2 separate regions of the Mus musculus genome follow, and region 1 is linked to region 2. Evidence: chromatin contacts called from public HiChIP or PLAC-seq data. All regions are on one chromosome and are shown on one strand. Each heading gives the region's core, a stretch centred on a gene start, on an enhancer-like site or on the middle of the called end of the contact. The rest is flanking DNA. Distances are from core to core; before and after follow the strand shown.

Region 1 (4,177 bases), core at 1,392-3,891, 500 kb after region 2:
TTGTCTTTCAGGCTCTTCCTGTCACATTCATTCACTACTGAAGGTGGAGCCCTGTCCAGGGAGGTGGGGGCAGCATGGACGTGAGACATGTGTCCTCTCTAGCCCGCCTTCCACTGGCACTCGCCCGAGTCTAGCTTGCCCCTCACTGCCCACTGCCATCTGTCCAGGCCCATCCCACCCAAACAATCCCAGGCTCCAAAGCTCAGGGCTCTCTGTAAGAAGCTCTGGGTTTGGAATCAGAGCTGTTGGCATTGCTTCCTGCTGTGGCATCCCTTGTGGCTGTTAGGAACATCGGACAGGAGGCCCTACCCTTGTCAGGTGCTATGCAACAGCACTGTGTCAGAGAGCACAGAGTGTTATTACCACGTGCACCAGTAATAACATCAGCCCTTCATCTACACAGTGGGTCTAAACCAGAGGGACAGGTCGCTAGTTGAGCTGGAACTGGAACCCAGGCATCCCAACCATGCCCTCCACTGGAGTGAGTAAGGCTCAGGTACAAGGCTCCCCTGCTTGGGATTTCTGCTTTGTCTCATAGAGGTCTGGCTTACCCTGACCCCGCTCTCCAGAGCTGTTGGGCCTGGGGCAAGCATGAAGGTGTTTATTCACTGTGGTGTCTGGGGTACTGTTGGTCCCTTAATTGTAGCCTGCCCACGGCTGCCATCCTCTGGTAAGACACTTCAGTACATGTGGGGGGTTCCCCAGAAACCACTGCCACCCCCCTGAGACTCCTTGCCCATGTGTCTGGCCTATTTAGCCACCAAATGTTGCTTTGTCCTAAACCACAGTTTGGATTTGTTGCTGCAGTGTCAGGTGACATGACCCCTCCCGGAACCCACAGATCCAGAGATGATTTAGTGGGTGGGATCAGGGGGTAATAGAGGAACCTGTCCATCATACCTTCCTTCTCTTTCCAGATAGGGAACTGAGGCTCAGAGAGGGGAAATAAAACTAGCAAGGTGCTGGGTGCGCCTACCCTAGCGCTCTGGCCTCCCTCTGCCTCCATTCTCCACTCTCTGAGGCTGGCCTTCTCCCTGCTGGACCAAGTGCATGCAGGATGGGGAGACGACAAGCAAAGCAGCAACCTGTGCGCAGTTCTCAAGGTTCTTAAAGCCTTCATTCACTTAGGCTGCTTCCCTGGGACAGTTAGGGAGCGTCTCTCACTAGCCTGAGAACCGGGCTGTGGATTTGTCCAGTCCCCAGTCCTGTTCCCCTCGGAGAGAGTGGTTATCTAGAATCCTTTAGGGTTGTCACCTGTACTGTCACTGCTACAGTACCTACTCTGTCAGCACGCCCATTAGACACTTGAAATTGGGAAGGGGCCTGGGCATCTGGTCCACACTTTGCATTGTGGTCTCGATCTTCCTTTTTGGTCAGTGATCAAGCCTTCATCTTCTCTGCTTTCTGTGCTGAGTTCTAGTCCCCCCACTACCATTTTCTCTCCCTCCCTCCCCTCTTTCCTTCATAGTACTGGGGATCAAACCTGGAGCTTTAGCCACGCTAGGCAAGTACTGTACCACGGAGGTCCCCTCCCGGACTTGATGAGACTTTCTGAGGTTCAGGCCTGGCATTCACTGTACAGCTGAGGATGCCTTGAATTCTCCAACCTCCAGCTGCCATCTTCCAAGTGCTGGGACCATAGGCAGGTCCCACACATATGGGTTATTCAAGGTTGGGGGTCAAATCCAGAGTCATGTGTCTTAAGCTACATGCCAATCCCTACTAATTTCTTATTTGGTGACAAGGTCTCTCTTGGTTGCCCAAGCTGACCTTGAACTGACACTCTGCAGTACAGGTGGGGCCTTTCACTTCCCTTTCACCTGTCTCAGCCTCCCAAGCAGCTGAGCCACCAGGCTCACACAGCACACTGCAGCTTTTGAAGGTGAGAGGTACCTCAAGGCCGGAGCCTTGACATTTTCTCTAGCCTCTTCATTCGGTCTGGTGAACGTCTACTCATCCCTGAGAAGTCAGGTCAAAAGCTGTACCCCTGAGCTTGTCCCCTGATAGTATCAGATGCTGGGAAGGTTCTCCACTGAAGGCTCTCCCTCCTCCCTCCCCTCTGCTCTCTTTCTTAGTTGCTTGCTATCATCCTAGGCTGGGGCTGGGACTGGGTCTCCCTTCACACTCCCTTTCTCCGTCCGTCTGTCCGTCCATCCATCCCTGTCCTCACAGGTTGGCCCAGGGCCTGCACAGAGGAGGTAACAAAAACATTTCAGTGTATTCCTGGAGCAGTAGCTAGTTACTATGGAAACAAGGAAGTGTTGCAACTTCCTGAACTTGAGGTTGGGGTCAGAGAAGGCAGCTCTGTCTTGGTTCCATGAGATGGACCCAGGATGACTGTCCTGGGGTTCTTCCTAACTCCAAGTTGCCTGTGGCAGGCACTTTCCAGTCTCTGAGCCTCAGTTTACCCTTCAGGAACATGTAGGCATGGGGATACTTAGCTTGCTGTCTTAATCTGTCTTCTCATGTGACAGGTGGTCCCTTTGCCCTCTTCAGGCCTGTCTCCCACTTTTGCTCATCTATTTCCCTAAAAAGATATGTCATCAAGTGTCTAGATCCAAGTGTCTGTAGCCTGATTGCCCTTGCCTGCACCTTGAGACTGCAGGGACACAAAGAGGGAAGTCCCCACAGCCAGGGTTGCAGAGAGTAGAGCACGAGGTGGGTGGAGGGGTTGTCAGCAAACCAGGCCAGCTGACTCTGGTCTGAGCCAGCACATGCCCTGGGTCATTTTCCCTCGCCCTGAAAGTGGCCTGAACCAGTATGGGTCAGGGTGGCCCTTAACTTTGCTGGACACTGCCAGTTTTGCCTTCTGGTGTCATGCTATGGGGGGACCCTGCCCTGCCCTGTCCCAAGTAGCCTCAGAGGATGTCCCCTGCCCACAGCAGTAGGTGAGCAGCGTGTTCTCACTGTTTCCTCTCTCTGCCTGATCGCTCAGAGTCTCAAGTCAGCCAAGCTCAAGCTGCAGCCTCCCCCGCAGCCCTGCAGCCCAAGCAGGTGCATTTGAGCTCAGCCTTGTCCACACAAGACAAAGAAACCAGACTGAGAGTCAAGCAGCCCAACCCAGCCCAGGCACCCACTGCTGTGCATAGCTGACCCCAGGCTAAATCGACATCAGACTTTGGCTGCCCCACACCCACTTTGGGCCCTTTATGCCTTTAGAGGTAGACCAGGTTTCCCCCAGGTCTGGGACTAGTAGGGCCTGGAGGAAATGGTTTCACATCTTCTCCAGCTCAAATTACTGATCTATAAAATAGGAAGGGAGTGAGGCTGAGTAGGCTGGGGCAGGCTGCCTGAGTTCTCTGGAGCCCAGTTACACTCAGTGGGCAGGCAGTTGCAGGCTAGAGTCTGGAACCTGGAGACATCTGGGAATTTTTTGGGGGGTGGTGGTGGGAAATATAAGTCCAAGTGCTCTGGTGTATGTAGCTCAATAGTAGAATGCTTATCTAGCAGTCTGAGGTTCAAAGTTCTACTCCAACATGAATGAAGTGGGAAGGGAGGGAGAAAAGGAGAGAAGGGAGGAAGGGAGGAAGAGAGGAAGAGAAGGAGGGAGGGAGGGAGGGAGGGAGGGAGGAGCAATGCTGTTTTGTTTTTGTTTTTGTTTTCTGTCTTAGGGAACCAGCAGTCACTCGAATAGGTCTTCCTTCCCTTCAGTTCCCAGCTGTGTTTCCTACCCCTGGAAACAGCCCTGACCAGAGTCTACTAACTAGTTAGTCACTCACTCCTGCTACCTCACAGCCTCGTGATCTGGACAAGCCCTATGCTCTCCCTGCATTGTGGGACCCTGAGTCCATGCCTGCGTCTGGAATGCTGTTGGAAGCCTGTTCGTGCCTTTTTGTTACCAAGTAGGCAGAATCCTCACACTAGACGCCCCCCTCCCCCCCAACCCCACACAGGTTTCATGTCAGGTCTCCCTTCTGGAAGAGTCTCACTTTGTGGGTGACAGCGGGTCTGTGTTTCTTGTTGAGGCTAGGAGATCACCTCAGATCATTCCTCAGGCGCCATTCATCTTTTCCTGTTAAAGGATCTGCTATTAGTGAGGAGACATTTGTGTGCCTGGTGTGTGCTTATGTGGATGCGTATGCTACGGTGCATGTATGGTGGCCAGAGGGTCTATGAAGTCGGGATTGTGAAGTGCTGGGATTGAACTCAGGCCACGAGGTTTGTACAGCAATACCCT
Region 2 (4,560 bases), core at 929-3,428:
CTGTGAGGTACTAGTCACTGGGACAGAAGAGTAAATAAAATATCACCCATAATCTTTGTGTTTGAGTGAGTACGGTGTGGGTGGTTAGGTGGGTGTGTCCAGTGAGTTTGTTCCTGTGCATATGTGAGTGAGTATGGGCTAGGGCTTGCCACAGAGCACATGTGGGACCAGTTGACAACTTCTACTGTCCTTTGTCACCCTCCCCTTTGTTAGAGACAGGATCTCCAGTCACCTGCTTTGTACACCAGGCCACCTGGCCTGTGGGCTTTGAGGGACTCTTCTGTATGTACTTCCATCTAGTGCTAGGCACAACAGATTGCAGATGCAAGCTGAGGTGCCTGAGTTCTGGGATTCTGAACTCACTCGGGTGGGTCCTCATACCTGTGCCAAGGATTTAATCCTCTGAGCCATCTCCCTAGTCCTGGTAACCCTATATGTTTTTTAACTAGCAACATCTTCACATTCTTGTTCATTCATTCCTGCAATTCCTTGCTAAGCACTAAAGACCATGTGTTACCTAGAGGACCTCAGACTCTCAGATGAGGAGACTGACTTCACTCTCCAAACCTCCTGAGGAGCCCTGAAACGCTTTTGCTCACCTTGATATCTCTTCATGAGAAAACCAATGCACGGTCAGAATTGTTAAGACACATTTACTTAACAATGTATCTAGTGCACAGCCCACTATGTGTTAGCATACATATTTTCCATCCAAAATATCTGCTTTTCAAAATAGACAGCAAAGAGTAGTGAGGGGTGACGTGATACCTTTGCAATTATCTGGGTCAGTGGGAGATGGCTGGATTTGTCTCTCTGCTCTTCCTTCCAAGTCTCTTGAAGTTTAGAACGAACCCTTCGCCTGGGTCAGATTCAAGCATTGTCTTTCTAGACCGCTGTTGATCTTCTGCTCTGGTATTATACCAAACACAGCAAGTAGAATCCAAGGCCATGACAGCACAACTGCAGCATCAGATGAAATCAACTCTGGGGTTCCATCTTGCAGCCTAGGAGATCTCTGACCTGTATACAATTTTGGGTTAAGATGCAGTGGTGACTCACACAGACCTTTCTCAAGACTGATGCGTTTAATTATCTGATACCAAATCATCACCTTCATTTCTTCTACCAGTGATGATACCAAGACACCCATTAAGTATTGAAAGTACTCAAATTCACACACATGTGAGTATGAGTTGTCCAGGTTCCCACTTCGTGGAGTTCTGTGCATTTTAGTATTGGTAGCAATATTGCTTCTTGTTCCCCTTGAAGGGACAGGCTCTACCCATTGCCCTTTGAGTGAGTGTCCCCAGATACCCCATCTGCACAGGCTCACTTTAATGCCACTCAGGCTTTTGAATGGATGGATGTCCTATGCAAACATTGGTTGCTTCGATTGGACACCCGAGGCAACCATTGCTCTGGGGGAAAGTGCAGAAAGGCTTTGTCTAGATTCCCTCCCAATATGTCATACCACATAGTATAAAGACACGTGCTCCAGGGGGCTGATTAGACCAATCATTTGTTCTGCTCATCAAGGACGCATCTTTTAAACTGTGGGCACAGCAGGGCACAGTGACTGCAGGTACAGGCTGTGGCAAACATCTCCAGTCCTGGTTAAGCACCACTGTTGCGTTTGTGCCATCAGAACAAATGGCACGTCTTGCGTTGGCAACATTATGCAAGTCATTTGACCTCATGGACTTTTGGAATGGCTCACAAGCTGCACTTTGGAAACTTCCGTCTTCGTGAGAGACATACACAGACAACTCTTTCTTCAGGGTTATTCGCTATCCAATATTGAAAGTTTGACACTGAAAACCTGTGTCAGAGTGAAGCAAATGCTACCACTTTTTTGTTGCAGTGAACTATGTGTAACATGAAATGCACCGATTCAACCATGTAGGCATTAGGTGCAGTCATGGAGATGTGAAAGCATGGCCTCCCTCCATCTCCAGGCCCAAGCATCTTCCCGAAGAGAAACTCTGAGACCATGAAACAGCACAGCCTGCTCATCCCCGCAGCCCAGGGACCTCCTGTCATCCTCTCCATCTCTGTGTCTGACCGTGCCTCGCTCTCAGAGGATCGGGATCAAATTGTGACTGGCTAGCTGTGCTGGGCTTGCTTCACTTAGCATAAAGCTTTCAAGGTTCACCCATGTGACAGATGGTGGCAAGATTTCCTTCCTCTTATGGCTGACTAATATTCCATCGTGTGGCTATATGACGTCATACCCTTCTATCCATCATGGATATTTGGGTTATTTTTATCATTTGGCTATTATGCATTAAAATTTTTATCATTGTTTTATTATTATTATTGCAAAGCCTGCCTAGCCTTCCAGTTGACTCCTGACTATTCTTTCTCTGCTTGGCAGTACATCACTAGGCTTTCAGGCCTTCCCCTTCAGCATACCTCACTCCCAGCCCACGTGAAGAACACTCCCAAGCCACTGTCAAGAGCATCTGCCTAAGTTTCGCTCGCTGCTTGGGCCTGGTGCCCCCGTCTCCTTACATCCTTCCCACCCACAATGGACTCAGCAACAGCTGCTCCATCTGCTCCTTCCAACAACTCTCCATTGATCTGCTGTTCCTAACACTTAGAGTCCTGAGCACGGCCCCACCTTGGCCTGTTAAATCCGTGCTTGCATGTGTTCATGTTGGCAGTTCAGCTCGATAAAGATGGAGAGGTCTACACACAGCGCATAGGTGTCTGGGGGAGGTTTCCCAAAGCTTGGGGATCTCATTAGACCACTGTGGATGCCACGGTCTCCCTACACCATCTTTATCAATCATTTAGAAATTTTATTATGGGACACACTGTTTCACCCAGCCTTCTGGCTGTTACGCTACAGCATCCAATAAATTGAGCCTTGAACGAGAAGTGGGTAAATTGGACCTTCATCGCAAAGAGGCTGCTGCATGTTCTGCAAGACAGAAGAAGACAAATCTCACTGTGCGTGTGCTTCTCAGCGAGCTCCGGGAAAGCAGCCACAGCGGGCAGTGTGACTCTGTGCGTCCTTTGCCACTTTCTGCTCTGCATCCCTGGACACTCAGTGGGAAGAGCTCTGCACACCCTTGCATGGCGAGAAACAAGAGTGTGAGACAGAGAGGTAGTAAAACTTAAATGACCTGCCTTGTAGCTGCTTTACACACACATACACACACACACACACACACACACACACACACACACACACACACACACTCCAGCTCTCTGCTGGTAACCTCCTACTGTATACAGAGCTGCACCTACACCCAGCTTTCTGCTGGTGACCTCCTACTGTATACAGAGCTGCAGTGTCTGGTTTTGAGAAGGAATTCTCCAAGAAGAGATTTGTAGGGAGATATAATCTTACTCATTTATAAATGAGGCCCAGAGAGGTTAGGTTTCTTGGTCAAAGCCACACAGCTCACATATTCATTTGCAGATGAATTCCATGTCTCTGGACATCAACTCTAGTGGCTTTTCTTATTGTGAAGAATAGGTGAAAATCAGACCCTGCCTTAGATGACAAAATAACACAGTGTGTTTTAGACAACTACCTACTACTACTGACTACTATCAACTACTACCAACAAGGGGAACCCAAAGGAATGAAGCATTTCCCAGGTGTGTGATGTTCATACACTGTGGTATTTAATGCTAAGAGGAAACACTGTCATCTCCCTGCGGTGTAATCACAGATAGGGACCAGAAAGGTTATGAAACCATATGGATGAGGGTTGTACATATACATGTGCCCATGGCAGGAAAGCAGGAAGAAGTGTTGGCTCTGGAGAGACTCAGTGGTTGCTCTTGCAGAGAACCTGGGTTTGATTCTCAGCACCTACATAGTGGCTTACCACTGGCTGCAACGCCAGTTTCGAGGGATCTCATGTCCTCTTCTGGCCTCTGCTGACACCAGGCATTCATGTGATGTATGTAATATGTACATGCAGGCAGACACATACATAAAATAAAAATAAACAAGTCTTTGGGGGACAAAACCCAGGAGAATCTTTGGTGAGATGGAGGTGACAGTGTGGGGGAGGAGCAGGAGGGTAGCCAGGGGTTGGTGGGGACATGGCCAAGGTACATGAAATGTACAAATGTGTCTCTGAAAATGTCTCTGTAGAACCCATTGTTTTGCATACTAAAAATAAGTTTTTTTTTAAAGAAAGAAAAGTCACTTGATATCATAGAACTAGTTAGCCAAAGAACTAAGAACCCATCCAAACAAGGCCTGCCTGATTTCATAATTCCCATTCTGTCTGCCACATCCTGGTCCACTGAAGCAGGAAAGGCCATTCGTCCCAGTACATTGACCTTGGACTTCAGGTCAAGATCTCAGCAATTCTTCCTCAGTGTTATGAGACCCTGAGTATGGCTTAGTGTGTGTTCCCAGAGGCACAGGTTCAAACTCAGTGAGGAGCAGAAATAAATTTAAGACTCACAGATCCATACATGGATCCAGTGTATAAGTGGAGAAGCCACCCGCCAAGGGAGAGATGTTTGCAGAGCTTTTCTGCCTGTGGTAGCATTGGGACCCCACTGTACTCCTCCAGTTCTGACAGCATTACA

Evidence for each region. HiChIP or PLAC-seq counts read pairs in DNA pulled down with a chosen protein or histone mark.
Region 1: an H3K4me3 HiChIP or PLAC-seq map of bone marrow-derived macrophages shows a contact between it and region 2, with 5 times the contacts expected there. The contact joins two enhancer-like sites. A contact is called at or near these places in 1 of 15 datasets of contacts at CTCF or cohesin (pro-B cells), 11 of 484 Hi-C or Micro-C datasets (B cells, the BV-2 cell line, embryonic stem cells and 3 more) and 14 of 115 datasets of contacts at active chromatin or transcription factors (T-cell acute lymphoblastic leukemia, acute myeloid leukemia, bone marrow-derived dendritic cells and 11 more).

What each region holds. Positions count from the first base shown.
Region 1 is chr14:25,470,475-25,474,651 of GRCm38.p6, forward strand. All of the region lies in intron 1 of Zmiz1 (zinc finger, MIZ-type containing 1), which reads left to right. Among named protein-coding and RNA genes, the nearest start is that of Zmiz1, 13 kb to the left of the region's middle. Within about 2 kb of position 2,642, at least 170 of the 459 cell types and tissues checked have an H3K27ac peak or open chromatin away from gene starts, as enhancers often do. A contact at or near this core is called in bone marrow-derived macrophages, where this site is marked.
Region 2 is chr14:24,975,668-24,980,227 of GRCm38.p6, forward strand. Gm41111 (a long non-coding RNA gene) reads right to left here. Exons shown (of 3, transcript XR_874422.2): 3 at 1-2,923. Among named protein-coding and RNA genes, the nearest start is that of Gm41111, 4.7 kb to the right of the region's middle. Within about 2 kb of position 2,179, at least 1 of the 459 cell types and tissues checked has an H3K27ac peak or open chromatin away from gene starts, as enhancers often do. A contact at or near this core is called in bone marrow-derived macrophages, where this site is marked.